Regions from separate parts of the Mus musculus genome. Here region 1 is linked to region 2. The links are chromatin contacts, called in public HiChIP or PLAC-seq maps. All regions are on one chromosome and are shown on one strand. Each heading gives the region's core, a stretch centred on a gene start, on an enhancer-like site or on the middle of the called end of the contact. The rest is flanking DNA. Distances are from core to core; before and after follow the strand shown. Region 1 has its middle 54 kb from the start of Gtf3c3. Region 2 overlaps Hecw2 (HECT, C2 and WW domain containing E3 ubiquitin protein ligase 2).

What was found. HiChIP or PLAC-seq counts read pairs in DNA pulled down with a chosen protein or histone mark.
Region 1: a contact with region 2 is called in an H3K27ac HiChIP or PLAC-seq map of embryonic stem cells, with 2.9 times the contacts expected there. The contact joins two enhancer-like sites. A contact is called at or near these places in 7 of 484 Hi-C or Micro-C datasets (cardiomyocytes, cerebellar granule neurons, cerebellum and 4 more) and 2 of 115 datasets of contacts at active chromatin or transcription factors (cardiomyocytes and embryonic stem cells).

What each region holds. Positions count from the first base shown.
Region 1 is chr1:54,382,704-54,387,409 of GRCm38.p6, forward strand. No RefSeq gene overlaps it. Among named protein-coding and RNA genes, the nearest start is that of Gtf3c3, 54 kb to the right of the region's middle. Within about 2 kb of position 1,743, at least 3 of the 459 cell types and tissues checked have an H3K27ac peak or open chromatin away from gene starts, as enhancers often do. A contact at or near this core is called in embryonic stem cells, where this site is marked.
Region 2 is chr1:54,050,790-54,055,756 of GRCm38.p6, forward strand. The region is part of intron 1 of Hecw2 (HECT, C2 and WW domain containing E3 ubiquitin protein ligase 2); the gene reads right to left. Among named protein-coding and RNA genes, the nearest start is that of Hecw2, 140 kb to the right of the region's middle. Within about 2 kb of position 2,217, at least 5 of the 459 cell types and tissues checked have an H3K27ac peak or open chromatin away from gene starts, as enhancers often do. A contact at or near this core is called in embryonic stem cells, where this site is marked.

The DNA of each region.
Region 1 (4,706 bases), core at 493-2,992, 330 kb after region 2:
CATTGGAAGGGCATTCTGAGAAATGGGAGCCCAAGACCCACACAGCTGAGAGGATGCCTCCTCAGCAGAGGCATTGCTGCTCCCAGGAGAGGGGATCCCCAACTGAGCTCAGGAGCGCAGGAGCCTCAGCCCCACTCCATTTCTTCACTTCTCTTCATTGCTTCTTGGCTTCCTCTGATGAAGAGCCACATCAGGCAACAAACCTCATAAGATATTTATTGGGAGGGTCCAGGGTGTGGAGGGATGAATTGAGGGGTAGTTGCCTCTTCTACTGGGAGTAGACAGCTAGGAACTGAGCAGACATAGCCTTTATATAAGGTTTCTTAGTGGGCAAGACTTTCTAGGGCAGAGATTTCCAGAGTGACGATTTGTGGGGTTTCAAGTCCGAGTTTGGCAGTGCTCAGGGATTGGTGAGTTTTCCTGTTCAGACTTTTCACCTAAAATTATCATAATCAGGGGAGGGTCCTATTAAGGGGCTGGAGATGACCTCTGTGACAGTTACAGAAGTTGGAAGTGCCATTATGACAATTAGGGAGGTCCTGAGGAGGGGCCTGGCTGATAGACCTTCTCAGGGAAGGGGAGGTGTCCACTTTCTTGCCTTGTGGGTTTACAAAATACACAAAATTTACAAAGGGAGTGGCCTGAGTGACATGACTAGCCAACACCTTCCGGTCAGATCCAGCTCAAATTATGAGTCCTGTCCAAAATGTATGATGATAATGAAGATATGGTAGAATAGTGGGGAGGGGCTCCCACTGCAAAGGAGGAGGGAAGAGCTATACAGAAGGAAAAGGATAGGGAGCAAATAACACCACGGTTTTTTATTCTGCCTTAAGGGATCCTATTTTTTTTACCTGAAATTATACATATTACATATACATGTATGTGTAGCCATACATAATCTTTTTAAGTTTTTTAATGAATTTTTTCACACTATATTCTTATCATTCCTCCTCCTCCCCCATCTCCTCCCAGATCCTCCCCATTCCCTTTCCACCAACTCTATGACCTTTTTCTTTCTTGCTCTAAAAACAAAAACTAAAACTTTTTAATTTTTAATTTTTTTTAAAAAAAAAGACAAAATATACTAAAAGAACGAGTGCATACAAGATAAGAAAAATGGGGTTCATTTTGTGTTGCCCAATTACTTCTGGGCATGGGGCCTGCCTTAGACTATGGTTAATATTCCCAACAATAGCCCACTGGAAACACTGACTTTCCCTTCCCAGCAGGTATTAACTGCAGAGTGTCTCAGTTAGAGGTGGGACTTTATATCCACTTCCTCTTCTCAGTACTGGGATTCTGTCTGGTTTTTAACTTGCATAAGTCTTGTGCATGCTACAGTCACTGTGAATTCATATCATCAGTCCTCATGTTTCCCTGGTGCTATCCAGCACTTCTGACATGCATATCATATATATAATATTAAAAGTTGATGTATTAAAACAATGAAATTATTAAGCTTAACTCTAAATGTACTGTTATTTAATGCACATAAGAAAATACAAGACGGAGTACCAACCTGGGGCAAGAACTTGCTTTTAAAAATTGGAGATACTGAATGGAAAACAATCACTGTGTGACTTGAGTTTAGGAGGGAGGGAGAATTGGTTTCTCAGCTGAGTCACATGGGTCTTCCCCAAGCTGCACAAGCCTTGGAACTAGAACAAAGGCACACAGCACCCACCCACCCTTAGCAAAGGCCTCTGGCTGGCTCAGAGAGTATGAACTCTCAGGAGCTGGGAGCCCCTGCTGTGCAAACAGACAGGCTGCTCAGAAGGGAGAGGAAGGCAGACAATAGAGACTGCTCTCCTTCAACAAGCAGGTAATCAAAAGATAAAGATGAGTGGAATGTAATTTAATTGTTTTTAAGGATAGATTAAAGTACAATGGTAATGTTTAAGCGGTTTTTTAAGTATTAAAAGGCAACTTAAAGTTAAACACAAAGGAAAGAATGTTAATTCAAGAGATAGATAGATAGATAGATAGATAGATAGATAGATAGATAGATAGATCCACAGAGATACTAATCTCAATAGAATAGAATAAATGAGAAAAGTGCATTAGAAGAAATTTGAAAAGGTCTATGCCAGGGCAGCATTAGGGATCTCAATATGGTCTACATGGAATTTCTGGGACTGCTTAGCCTGGTTTGACAAATTTAGAGTCTGGAAATAGGCTTATACAGTAAGTAGAAGGGAATTTAATTGAAGCTGAATACATAGGAAAGTATAGAAAGTTAATAAATAAATTGAGGCTTTTGATCTTAAATGGTAGGTCAAGAGCAGGGGAAGAGAAGTAGAGAAATCTTATCTCAGACAGTAGAAACTTATGTTAATTTAAGTATTATAAAGAGAAATGGGACATACATATCCACAGAGATACTAATTTCCATAGAAGAGAGAATTTTAAGTATACATATGAATAATTTAGGCCTTGATCTCATGTAGATCAGGGCAGGAAATTGTGGGGGAACACTATCTCAATAGATAATAATATTTGCTTAGATTGCTTTAGTTGCTTTGAATTGTTTTATTTATCAAAATGCATGTGGTTATAAGTTTGGGATCCTGAACCAAGGACATGTTATTTTGGGAGAGAGGCTCTGTATTTGTGTTAATAGAAAAGAAAAGGCTTTGGACCGCTTCCAAAGTGATATGGATCAAATATGACAGAAAGATCTCCTGAAGTTCTTGGCTACAAAAAAGAAAAATTTGAAAACATCAAGCAGGACGGGTAACTGATTTGCTGATTCCTATACATGGGAACAGCTCAGTAACTGGTTTAGACATAAAAATGTCTTTAGCCAAAACTTCAGCTAAAATTAGACAATAAATTTTGTTGACTATGAAATCCTTAAGATTCTTCATGCCATCCTTCATATGGCATGAATAAAGATTACAATTGGTTATGATCAAATTAACTCATTAAAAAAGACAGCTGCCTTCCACCTGTTCAAACAAGGAGCAAAGATTTATCCTTAACTGCTCTGTGCATCCTGCACAATCCACTGCTTCCAAAACAGCTTCAGGGATCTGGAGATTCCAGATGACCTCACTTCATCCAACCTTTCTGACAGATGCAGCCAAAACTTCAGTCAAGCCCTGAGCCTTCTAAGCATGCAGAGACTGGATAACAGATACTAAAGTTAGCTTTCTTAAGTCTAACCAAATTTTCTAATTTTCCTACAGCTCCCCACTCCTTTAAAAAATGATCCACCTTCCCCTTAGGCCATTTTAAATACGTATGTATGGGTGTAACTTCGCTATAGTTCTAAGTATCTATTCTGGTTTCTCCTTTGGTCTGAAACTTCCTTTAGTTCTAAGTATCTATTCTGGTTTCTCTTTGGTCTGAAACTTCCTTCTTCCTAGTGATGGTAAATTCCTGTGTAAGGGAGTGACCTAGGTTTTATAGTGTAGTACTAGAGGCTATTCTGATTAGCAACATTCCTATTGAATTTCTAGCCCATGATCTTCCTCAAGGACTTCTAGGACTGTTGGAACACTGGTGGAAGGCTTTAACTATGTCAGAATTCAATCTTAAAAGGCACTTATAATAGGAAAATACTGAAAGAGAGCATGTGGATCCATACACTAGACTAACTCGGGAATGGAAAATTAATGTATGGGATAAAGGGAACGCCAGACTCCAGGAGGAGAGCTTCCGTGAAGCTCTTTGCCTCATGAGCAGCTTTTAGGCATCCCTGCCTGACAGGCTGACTCGACCGGAGTGCCGTGGCAAATTATAAATGAAATATAAGAAATAGTAATTAACTGCCATAATGTCATGACATTTTGGAATGTTAAATTCTCTGAAAAAATTTTCAGCCCTTTTTCTATTTTGTCTTCTTAAAACTGTTTTTTCTATTTCCTCATTGAATTCTGGCACTTAAATGTCTAACCCTGTAAGCCTTGTGTTTTCTGAATTCATCCCTTCTTGTGGTACCCATTTTGTGGTGTGCTTAGAGTGTTTTTGCATCCAGAGACATCTTGCCTTTATTGACACTCCAGCCAATGACTGAGCAAAATCAGAATACAGAGACCTCACCATGACAGCCATCTTTAGATTCTTCCAGCGGGCATCTTGTCCAGCTCAGCCATGGAGCTGGAAGTCTCCTATCCCAAGCCATCACCTCTTTTTACAAGTGCTACTAACCAGTATACCTTTGTGGAACCCAGTTGAGCTTATGCAAGAATATATTGGAAAATGGAGTTTTAGAGAATAAAATTACTTCATGTGAGGACTGGGTGTATCTGAGTCCAAGAACACTTTCCTGGCATGCCAAACTAGTCAACTGGTTCAATGAGAGACCCCTGCATTCATGTGCGCACATGCACACACACACATACACACACACACACACACACACACACACACACACACACACACACACACACACACAGAATAAACAAGAGATACTATTTATACACTCAATCAGACATACCCTAATGCTGATATTGAAATGGGTGGCCTCGAGCACCCTGTGTGGGCCGGGGACAGCCGGCCACCTTCCGGACCAGAGGACAGGTGCCCACCCGGCTGGGGAGGCGGCCTAAGCCACAGCAGCAGCGGTCGCCATCTTGGTCCGGGACCCGCCGAACTTAGGAAATTAGTCTGAACAGGTGTGAGGGTGCGCCAGAGAACCTGACAGCTTCTGGAACAGGCAGAAGCACAGAGGCGCTGAGGCAGCACCCTGTGTGGGCCGG
Region 2 (4,967 bases), core at 967-3,466:
TACATCCCAGCTTAGAATTATTCCCTAGTCTCAAAAATACATCTTGAGAAGAATCAAGACGAAAAGGCCATTTTGCTGTTTTCTTGTTTAGCCTAGGAAACCAAGATGCTGGAACTAGAAGAGACAAGACAACCCATCAGTGGTTATCAAGCTGTTTCCTGGAACTTCTGAAGGGATGAAGAAATGTTGACTAAGAAATGAGACCTGAGACCTGTTTAGACACAGATCAAGTCTGAAGCCTCCCCTCTATAAGGGATCAGTAGTTTCTGGTCCTTGGCCCTAACTATTGTGTATCTCAGGACCAGTGCTGTTTTGTGTAAACATCCTCCCTCATCCCAGACTCCTTCAGTTCTTGAATAAAGACCTTGGCTGAGCTTAAGGCTTTTCTGACATCTGAGTATAATAAATTGTGGATAATGGAGCCTGCTGGAAGGAAAGCACACCTGCTACCCAAGGACTTGGGAGGTGGAGGCAAGGTCTTGAATTCAAGGCTGACCTGGAATATGAAAGGTCCAACCTCAAATAAAAAATAAAATGCAGCTTTATCTATGAAAAAAAGAAGAAGAAGAAAGGAAGGAAGAAGGAAGGGAGGGAGGGAGGGAGGGAGGGAGGGAGGAAGGAAGGAAGGAAGGAAGGAAGGAAGGAAGGAAGGAAGGAAGGAAGGAAGGAAGGAAAAGGGCAAAGAGATAGAACAAGGTATTCACATACCTGCACAATACAAACATGCACATATACCATACACACACACATATACACATATGCATATACATACACCATAAAGACACATTTATATGAAACACGAGGACAGGATGAAATAAAATAATAAAAACAGCCGGGCGTGGTGGCGCACGCCTTTAATCCCAGCACTTGGGAGGCAGAGGCAGGCGGATTTCTGAGTTCGAGGCCAGCCTGGTCTACAGAGTGAGTTCCAGGACAGCCAGGGCTATACAGAGAAACCCTGTGTCGAAAAACCAAAAAAAAAAAAAAATAATAATAATAATAATAATAATAAAAACAGTGCAGTGGTTTGAAGAAAAATGGTCCCCAGAGGCTCATTTATTTAAATGCTTAGTCACCTGGGTGTGGAAATGATTGATAGGATTAGAAGAATTAGGAGGCATGGCTTTGCTGGAGGAAGTATGCCACTGGGGGTGGGCTTTCCAAAAGCCCATGCCAGACTCAGTCTCATTCTCTGCCTGCACATCAGGATGTAGCCATGCCTGCTGCCATGCTTCCAACCACAATGATAATGGACTATGCCTCTGAAAACTGTAAGAAAGCCCCAAATTAAATGCTTTCTCTTATAAGAGTTGGCCTATTTAAACCAGGCAGTGGTGGCGCATGCCTTTAATCCCAGCACTTGGGAGGCAGAGGCAGGCAGATTTCTGAGTTTGAGGCCAGCCTGGTCTACAGAGTGAGTTCCAGGACAGCCAGGGCTACACAAACCCTGTCTTGAACCACCCCCTCCCAACAACAAAAAAAACAACAACAACAACAAAAAAGAGTTGGCCTGTTCATGGTGTCTCTTCACAGAAATATAACAGTGATTAAAACAGAAGTTGTTATCAGGGAGTGGTGTTTATTTCTGTGTTAGACCAGACTGTGCCTTTTGCAGAAAGAATATAGAAGACTTTAGGACTTTCAAGTCGAAAGCCTTTTGTATGTTTTAAGCAGGGCTTAATTGCCCATCTTAGCAAGCATATAAAGATAGTGCTGAGTGATTTGAACTGTAGGGGCCCAAATCAAGAGGTTTCTGAGGGGAACAATATTAGTAAACGGGCTAAAGAATATTCTTCTGATATTTTGGCAAAGAATCGGGCTGCTTTTTTAAAACCTTGTTCTAAAAGTTTGCCTGGGACTTTCAAATTAACAGTGTTGGCAGAGGAGATTTCAAGACAACACAGTAGTGAAGTGTTATTATTGTGTGGTTATCAGCAGACACTGTTGGGTAGATCTATAAAGAAAAGGAACAAGTGGGGTAAGGAGAAACATAAAATGTACAGTTTTGGAAGAAAAGGAGCAACTGGAAGTGTAATGGTTCCAGGTCCAATGCTCAAGAGGATAAAATGTTTAAAGAAAATCCTGGTGCTAAATGGAATGAGGGAGTGAGTGCTGTCTCAGGGCAAGACCCAACCCAGTTTACAATTTGTGAAAAGGATTTAAAGGAAAGCTTAAGTGGTGAAGGAAACCATTAACAACAGAATGAGGATGCAGATGTAATTGAAGAGGGGGCCAAGTTCCACTCCCCTGAAGCACAGAGCTTGGCAGCTTTGGCCACATGCTTGTGGCTTTAGAGTCAAAGATGCAAGAAGGGAGTTGTGAAATCTCTCTCAATAGTTAAAAGAAAGATGGTCAGGCTAGGCATGTGTCAGGAACATGCCTGTAAGCCCATATAGGACACTGTGTGAAGCAGTGAAGAAAAAGCCTGGATTTTGTTGGAGACCCAAGATGTTGGAAATGTCAGAGTTGTGGGATACCTGTTAAGGGAAGTTGCAAAAGGCATGTGGAGCCAACTTTAAAAAAAAAAAAATTGTGCTGTAGTCAACACAGCTGAAAGAAGTTGGAGATCTGAAGACTGCTTTGACATCAGACATGGAGATGCAGGGTTTGAAGTTTGCCTGGCTGGTTTTTGGTCTTCTTTTGCTTTGCTTTCTTCACTGTGCTCTCCTTTGCCCCCTTTAGAATTCTGTGCCATTGCATGGTGGAAGTATGTTTATTTATTTTGATTTTTAAAGGGGATTACAGTAAAAAATTACCAAGAGTCTAAGAAGAGACTTTGAACTTTAGACTTTTAAACCACATTGAGACTGTAATAGATTGGGGACTTTTGAAATTAGACTAAATGCATTTTGCATTGTGATGTGGCTATAAGTCTTTAGAAGCCAGGGAGTAGAATACAATAGCTTGAATAAGAATAGCCCCTATATACTCATATATTTAAATGCTTAGTCACCAGAAGTAGAACTATTTGATAGGATTAGAAGGATTAGGAGGTATTGCCTTGTTGGAGGAAGTAAGTCACTGGCCTCTGAAACTGTAATCAAGCTCCCAGTTAAATGTTTTCTCCTTTAAAAAGTTGCTGGAAACATGGTGTCTTTATTGCAATAAAACAATGACTAAGACAGCCTGCCATAAACTAAGAAACTAAGGTCTGTCTCTCATGCCAAGAAGGATGGGAATAGAGTTGACTTTCAAAATATGGTGCTCAGCCAGAGAAGGGCATGGAAGAAAACTAGAGGAAATAGTGAGCTTAAAATAGGTATAGGGAACATTTCCCCCTGGGAATTAGGCTGAGGACAAAGAAAATATTCATGGAAGGTATCTTCACCTAGACATGACAACAGACAGTATGGTATACTACTGCCATCTAGCCTCCAACCCACATCTACAGATCATCATACAGATCACGGAGTGGGGCCCAAACATCACGTTTCTATGATCATGTAGTTCACTGGGATTTGCAAAAGATGTACCAGAATATTTGACTTAACATAGAGTTTTAATACACAGTGTCCTTTCTGTTGTTTAATATAAACCAATATTTCAGTATTTTGTGACTATAGCACCCTGATCTTGGGAATTAGCAACTGGAGACTTATTTGTACTGATGTCTTTTATATGCAGAAATAATAATAATCCTTTGTTATTCAAAGCGCTGTATCATCCAGGCTTAGAGGTTTCTGTAGGAAATCAGTAATAACTCTTATCATAAACACCACAGTAATTTAAGTTGTCAGACTAGAGTGATATTAAAAATCTGTCAGATGAATAATTAACTTCTCAAGGAGACTTTCAAAGGATACAGCCAAATAAACCATTTTTAAGTCAATGTGTCAAATCTCTAATAGAAAACAAACTCACCAAACATGTTGGTATCAGTAGACTCCAAATCCATATTGAGCTGCACAGGGGGATGAGAGGTCTACATCATGCATTTCAACCCAGGCCCAGAGAAAAGCCCAGGAGAAGCATTCTGATTGACTACACCCCTAATTATGGATGACACTTGTTGACTGAGGTACATATATAATATCATCTGCTTTAGTTCTATTTTTGTACACAGAGTCATGTTTAGATTAGGATCTGAGACCAACTACAGAGGAGACCTGCAGTTCAGAGCAAGCCGGCCCAATGACAGCACATCTCAGTTTCTGGATTAGTTTCTGAGGAGGGAATAATAAGTCCTGTAAGTCTGAACTTTAAAAACACTATCATGGCATGGAGCTTCTTCTCAAATTCCATAGCCAAACCATATCAAAACGTGACGACCTAAATGTATCACAAAGTGAGTGGTGAGACAGGGAGAAGAAGTACCTTTGTAGGATGCTTTGCCAGTCTTAAAAATAACACATACACACTGTAAAAATATGTTAAAAAATAGAAAAAGAAATGAAAAATCCTTAAGGTCAGTTCCCAGACATGATAACCTACAGCAGTCTGGTCTAGAAATACATGCATAGCTATTTATGTATAGATAAGATGAGATCACACTACAAAGCTGAACTGCTTTAGAGCCTATTTTTTTTTTTACACAAGTGTAATACACACATTCATATTAACAAACAATACACTGTAACATCCTTTTAAGTAGTCATTGGTATAGCAAATGTAATTCCCTCAAGACGGTCAGTTAGGTTATTAGTACAAATGCAACCTCATACTTTCATTTTGGCATTTGCTGAGGGCAAAAAAGTCGAGTAGAGGTAGTGTGGTGTTGGGGTGTCATAGTTTAACAAATAAAAACTAAGGATGTATGGAAAGGCCCTATGTGAAACTTAATTTTAAAATAGAGCTTTTAAAAGGTTGGGACATACTTTATATACATAGATAACACTTTCCCAAGAAGACTATTAAATGAAAATCTCAGTGCTGTGTGTGTGATACCTCCCTACAAATTATTGCTCTTGGCTTCCTACCTTAGCTAGATAATGAGACCCAAACACACTTTGGCTTTAGACTATGTAGAA